Regions from separate parts of the Sus scrofa genome. Here region 1 is linked to region 2. Evidence: chromatin contacts called from public Hi-C data. All regions are on one chromosome and are shown on one strand. Each heading gives the region's core, a stretch centred on a gene start, on an enhancer-like site or on the middle of the called end of the contact. The rest is flanking DNA. Distances are from core to core; before and after follow the strand shown. Region 1 holds the start of CALCOCO1 (calcium-binding and coiled-coil domain-containing protein 1). Region 2 overlaps ATF7 (cyclic AMP-dependent transcription factor ATF-7).

The links. A called contact is a pair of places that touch in the nucleus more often than the background predicts.
Region 1: a contact with region 2 is called in a Hi-C map of skeletal muscle, with 2.2 times the contacts expected there. The contact joins the promoter of CALCOCO1 here to the enhancer-like site in region 2. A contact is called at or near these places in 11 of 47 Hi-C or Micro-C datasets (embryonic fibroblasts, epiblast stem cells, fetal skeletal muscle and 5 more) and 1 of 2 datasets of contacts at active chromatin or transcription factors (alveolar macrophages).

Annotation. Positions count from the first base shown.
Region 1 is chr5:18,928,417-18,931,901 of Sscrofa11.1, forward strand. It overlaps CALCOCO1 (calcium-binding and coiled-coil domain-containing protein 1), which reads right to left and starts at 1,986. Exons shown (of 15, transcript XM_005652574.3): 1 at 1,845-1,986. It overlaps LOC106507255 (a long non-coding RNA gene), which reads left to right and starts at 2,192. Exons shown (of 4, transcript XR_002343963.1): 1 at 2,192-2,274.
Region 2 is chr5:18,752,356-18,755,378 of Sscrofa11.1, forward strand. It overlaps ATF7 (cyclic AMP-dependent transcription factor ATF-7), which reads right to left. Exons shown (of 11, transcript XM_013987080.2): 3 at 890-1,008. Among named protein-coding and RNA genes, the nearest start is that of NPFF, 29 kb to the left of the region's middle. Within about 2 kb of position 1,351, at least 24 of the 83 cell types and tissues checked have an H3K27ac peak or open chromatin away from gene starts, as enhancers often do. A contact at or near this core is called in alveolar macrophages, fetal skeletal muscle, retroperitoneal adipose tissue and 2 more, where this site is marked.

The DNA of each region.
Region 1 (3,485 bases), core at 736-3,235, 180 kb after region 2:
CTCCCTTAGTCTTGCCTTTTCCATCTCTTAACAGTCTTGAACGTTCCAAATGCTTCAGCCTCATCTTTTCGTCCCATTTCCCACCCACCCATCTTCTGACACTTGAATTCAAACTCCAAATGAGGTGCAGCGCCCCGGCATCCTGAATGGGTCTCCTTGCCCACTCAAGCTCTACCCGGGAATGATTTATGACACCTGAACTTATCCCTGAAAGGAATGAGTGAGTCTTCAGAGCTGGAATAAGGCTGGGGGAACGAATAGCCCAGTTCCCAAGCCCCTGACCTCTCATTTTTCTGTCTCTCAGTCATCTACCATGGATTAAAAAAAAAAAAAAAAAAAAAGCTTGCACTCTCATCCAAGAGACAAAGCAAAAAGGAGGATATAAGGAAAGACAGGTTTTCAATCATTACTCCAGGAAGTCAAGAATGCTGGAGGCGGCTGCTTCAAGGGTGGAGTGAAACACTCAGCAGGAACGTGGTGCTGTGGGGAGATGGAATGTGGGGGCCTGGAGCCAGGAAAGCCCCACCCCTGGGGCAGGGACAGACTGAAGTAAGGGGCCTTGGGATGGGGAAAGGTACACATGATGTTGAGAGAAGGAAAGAGAGTTCCAAAAGAACCTCACATTCTTCTCTTCAGGTCTTGCCAGGAGCAGGGTTAGAAATCTACTGGTCTGACTCTATGTGAACCCAGCTCTCGTATTTCCCTACCCATTTTCTCTCTGCTCCCCTAAGCCTTAATTCCAAGTGCCTTAATCCTTCCAGCTGCTCAGATTGGTAGTTGGAGGCATGCTATAGGAGGGATTGAGAGGAAGAGATGTTCCAAGCTAGGTGGGGAAAATTCACTGGAAAGAATGGGGGTGGGACGAAGAAGGATAACAATCAAGAGAATCCTCAGGCCAGGCCTGTGAGATGGCCCTTGTCATTTCTCCTCTCTAGCTCACTAATCTTCCTCCTGTGTCAGCCACAGGCACTAGTCATATGCACGCCCCCAAACACCACAAACCCACACTGAGGCTGAAGTCAGGTGGGTAGAGACTTTAAAAGAAGACAAAAACGCCTTAGAGAAGGCAAGATGGGCCAGCTCTACAGAAAGAAGCTACTTCTTCCTCCAAAATAGAGACTGAATTGAGGACAAGAGGTTTCTCTGAATTTTTATCTCTGAAAAATCCTTACTTAAAACCAGCCCATGTTTTTTCTAAATACAATTCTTCTGGCTTTCCAGGAGGGGGTGAATTGTCCTCAAAGATCTAAGCCGGGGGAACCCCATATACTCCCTACAAAAAAAATTCCTAACAGCTGGAAATATCCCCAGGCCTGAAAGAGAGCACTGGGCACCTGAAGTGTGTATGTGTAGCCTGATTCGGTTGTTTGCTTTGCGGGGGGGGGGGGTGTCTCATCCCCCCACGCTGTAGGGCTTCAGAGTTCTTTTAACATTCTACACCTTGTAATGTTTTCCTTCAGGAATTCAGTGGCATAAAGGCCTTTAGATTGAGGTGGGGCGGAGGGTGGCTGGGGGAGAGGGGAACGGGAAGGTTTGTGAGGCCAAGTCTTGCCTGGCTGAGAATAAGCAGACTTCGGCCTCCCTCAACTCCCTTAAGCGTTTCAAGCTTTATAAAGAAGGACTGAGATGGAGGCGAGAACAGTGACTGGGTATCCCCTTGATCACGGCCCCCCTGAGACCAAGAACTCTCAAAACTGTGGGGGTGGTTTCTCCAGTACGGAAAGTGTTAACACCCAAACGCTCCTCCACCCGCCTTTACCGGTTCCCTTAGATGATCCTTTCACAGGCTTGAAAGTGGGGTGGCCCCCCATAAAACCGCCCCCAAATTAGGCCAAGTTTCTTACCCCACAGACGGATCAGCTGTTCCCTCACCTTTCACCAACAACAAAAACAGCACTCCGACTCCAGGAGGGGAGGGAGAAGGGTGGACGCGAGGGCTTCTGGGGTTTGTGGTTCCTCCGAGCCTTTTTGCCGGCGAGCCAGTGCGGATCTAGGACTACATAACCCAGGAGTCTGTGCGCAAGGAGGGCGGAGTAGAGGGCGGCCGCGGGGGAGGCCTCACAGCAGCATCCTGGGAGGCGTAGTTCTCACTTCCGTGACCGTGAACGAGGGTGTGGCCAGCAAAGAACTTCACAGCCCATGATGCCTTAGGAGGGGGGCAGGCTACGTTAGTGGCGACTGCCGGTTGGTACCGTGCGTGGTTGGGGGTGGGGAGGAGTTACGGCTCGAAAGCTGTCTTTAAAATACATTATAGAGTGGGCCGAACGAGTTCAGGTACACACTTTCGCTTACTTTTAACGACAACTTGTGAGGTAGGCGGTTTTGTTATCCACGCCTTTCAGATGGAGACACTAAAGCCCAGAAAGGTTACGGAACCGATCTAAAGTATCAAAGCTATGAGAGGGTAGGATTGCACGACTCCCAGTGCTCTTGCCACTACATCACAACTACCTACCGTCTAGGGGATAGGAAACTGTGGTAGCAGTTTCTTCATTGCTTCATCCTCAGGGGCAGCCCTGCAAAAACTATGTGTTCTGCACCACTGAGGATTTTTTTTTTCTAACTCGAGGGCTTCAGTTCCAGACGCCTGCCAACACTGGACTGGGCTCCCCTCAGCGTCCTCTAGGTCCAGAAGGAGGACCCATTGTCCGAGGTGTTGTTGGTTGGGAGGGCAGAGGTGAAGTGAGGAGAACCACGTTGAAAAGGGAACATGGCATAATGCAGGACAGTTCAGAAACAAGCCACTTACCCGGCTGGTTTGCCCAAGCCTTTTAACTGGCTTAAATTCATTAAGATAATAATACATGTTGTTGCTCCTGTTTTTTGTTTAGAAGAGGTGAAAGATTCACATTCCTCCCACGCACCCTCAAGTCACGAGTCCATTAAAGACCTGGGCATCCTGCACGGGGTCTGAGGCATTCAAAAAATGATCTCTCTCAGTCTCTGTATTAAGGAATTACAGTCTAAGGATTGATTTGCTCTTCTGCTTTAATTTTCTGCTGCATTAAGTTATGGTGCCTCTGCCTTTTCCAAGTTTTGGGGTAGTATTTTGCTTTTATGACAATAGTGTGTCTGGTGCCTGCCCTTGGGTGCCTTTCATATTGAAGATCTCCAAGCACTTAGCAATAAATCATCAGGCTTCACAAACATTAAGGTGACATGTCAGCGTCACTAGTCAGGATTTATGAGTTAGGACAAGCTGCTGGTTGCAGAGATGGCTCAAGGTCCTGGGGTGGGTTAAGAGTGAGGCCTGTTCAGGTGCCCAAGTCTCAGTTGTTCTTGGTTTTTGTCTTCCACCTGGCATAAAGGCTTATAGGAAAACTCAGTCTCAGCTGGAGCTCAAAATAGTAACTTTTGTTTATTGGGTGTTTACAATGTGTTTAAACTATGTTAAGGACTTTTCCATATAATACAATACCCTTATATAGTAGGCCCTTTTATTATTCCCACTTTACATAAGATGAAGATTGAGGCACAGACTATTA
Region 2 (3,023 bases), core at 101-2,600:
CCTATTAAAAAACAAACAAACAAACAAAAAAACAGTTCAGGTGAAAAGTCTGGTTAGCTCAGAAAAGAGTGGGGTTTGGCAAAAAAAAAAAAAAAAAAAAAGTTATCTAACAAAATCTGTGTAATTTATAATCTTTCTTTAACATCTTCATCATAATCAGAACAAAAATAATTTAAAAAACAGACTGCTGAATAATGCTACACGGGTAGGGCTACGAGACTGAATTTTTTTTTTTTTTTTGCTACACCTGAGGCATGTAGAAGTTCCTGGGCCAGGGATCAAACCCTCAACACAAGTGTTTCCATTGTGGCTCAGAGGGTTAAGAACTCGCAAAGTGTCTTTGAGGATGCAGGTTCAATCACTGGCCTCACTTAGTGGGTTAAGGATCTGTCATTGCTGCAAGCTGCAGCGAGGTTGCAGAGGCGGCTCAGATCTGATATTGCTGTGCCTATAGTATAGGCCTCCGCTGCAGCTCCAATTTGACCCCTAGCCTGGGAACTTCCACGTGCCATCAGTGTGGCCATAAAAAAAAAAAAAAAAAAAAAAAAAAAAAAAAAAGACCAGACAAACAAAACCCAAAAACCAAAATACTTTGCCATAGCAGTGACCAGAGCTGCTGCAGTGACAATGCCAGATCCTTAACCCCCCTGTACCACAGGGAACTTCCAAGAAGGCTGATTTCTGATAAAGATCCAACACTTGTGCTGATCCATCATCTGGACCCTGTAAAGCCTGATGTGGCTGACTCGGATTAGTAAGTACTATCTGGTTCTACAGAACAAAGCCCATAATTTGTGCTTTAATCAATTAAACAAATTATCCCAGAGCACAATGAAAGTTGCCCAGATCTGAACATCACCAGTTTTTCAGCTAAAGTCCCATCTCTTGCCTTTTTTTCATCCTCATCTGCAGCTTTCTTGAATTCATGTTCAAAGGAGCTAGCTAGTTCATTGAAGAGTCCCACCTCTTCACAGTTCTTCAGGAATCTAGTCGGAGTAGGAGTTTGATCTGTAGACATGGAAAGAAAAGGAACCTCTATTTTAGTTTTGACCTGAAATTAAAATTTGAGAGTATATAGGGAACACATTTTTATTCTTCTATTTGGAGAGAATCTCTGTGTTAGAGCAAATTTGCTTTTATGGAGCCCTAGTAAGTAAAGACTGCTGTTAGGCCACCAGAGGGTGTCTGTGCTGTGCTGCCTCAAGGCGAGCAGAGGGAAGACGGAACAATGTTTTGCTGTGCCACATCTGTGTAACTGCCTTTTTCTCAGAAGCCGGTTTCAGCTCCCTCACCCTCAAACAAAACCAAACCACCTACCCAGGTGGACTCTGTACAACTTTCAGGCTGGAAAATCAAGTCGAGTTAAATGACATTTTCTTTTTACACTCACCCACTGCTAGGTCTGAAGTGAGCAGGTATAAGAAGAGGGATGTTAAAATCTGATGAGAAGAAACTGAGGATCAGATAGCTGAGTCTGCTCGCTAAAGCTACCAAGTAAGAAAGGGTGCCCTGTCTTTCAGTGGTCACTGAGGTAACCTTCTAAAGGCATTCTAGACAAATCCAGGGGCTGGGGAACAAGACAGCGAGATCATGAGCTAGCAAAGGAAACTGCAAACAATAGAGCTCATTTCACAGAGACCTGGGCTCAGGGCAAATTCCGGAAACCAGGATATTTAGATTTAGATTTGCCAGCCAAAATATCCTCTTGGGGTCTCCGCACAAATCTCTCCTCAGCACTTGGGAAGAGAAAGGCTCCTCGTAACCCATGGGAACTTTTAAAACAACTTGAATTTTGGATTTGATCTTCTTTCTATCCTGTTTTTCTAGTTTTTCTCCCTTAGGTCAATTGACTCTTGTTCCCTGGTCCTAACTCTATTATGACGCTTTTCCTTGACATGGTAATCACTTCAGGGATTCATCTCATACTCCAAAGCACTAAACTGAATGATTGGAATAGAACAATGTTTAAATGGTATTTTCAGGAGTGAGATCTGGGGTTAAAATTGCTCCTTCTAGTGTGATCAATTTGGAACAGTCCAGTGGGATTTTCCATGGAAACAACATAATTTTTTCTTTTTTTTAAACAAAACCTCTTCTGAACCAGAGTGTTTGGAAAAATTACCACTACCTCCCAAAATAGTTTTAAAAGGTTCTCTGGCAGCTTTCGTTGGCCAACGATAAAGCCACTTTCCCTCCATCCCTGGGTGAGTGGAGGTAATATTCCCTTATGTTTAGAGAGTACTTCACTAAGGGCACAGAAAAAAATCACAACTCAAGTGGAACAGGACAGGGCAGCTAAGGGCATGGCTATGGCAGAAGAGGGCCGTTTGAATCTCTGATCTGAGGCTCATACAAACTTCTCCCATTCCTGAACGAACAACCAAACAGCCAGAAAAGTGTATAAGAAAACTCTTAGCCTGCTCTGATGATTCCAAAAAAAAAAAAAAAAAAAAAAAATCAACAGGTGTTTACTGAATACTTTCTGTGTTTTGCTGCTATATATGCATACACCTGTGTTCATCTTTGGCGGAGGGGGAAAGAGAAGCATAGGAGTTTTAGCCAAATATAAGACATGATTCTTGCCATAGAGAATTAAGAGAATGTTTTTTAGTTGAGGAAATAACACTAATATAGTTGAGTAGATACCATGGGGCTAGGTTATGGAAAGCCTGAAAACCCAAGCATAAATAGCCCCGGAGGTCTTCTGTGGTGCAGCACATTAAGGATCTGGCATTGTCACTACTGTGACTGAGGTTGCTACTGTGGAGCAGGTTTGATCCCTGGCCCAGGAATTTCTACATGCTATGGGCATGCCTCCCCCACCCCCAAAAAAGCCTTGGAGGTCACTGTGGTACAATGGGATCTGTAGCATCTCTGGAGCATTGGGATGCAGGTTTGATCCCCAGCCCAGTAGAGTGGGTTAAAGGATCCAGTGTTGCCGCAGGTGCAGCACAGATCATACCTGCAACTTGGATCTGATCCCCAGCCCAGGAACTCCATATGCTGCAGGGCAGCCAAAGAAA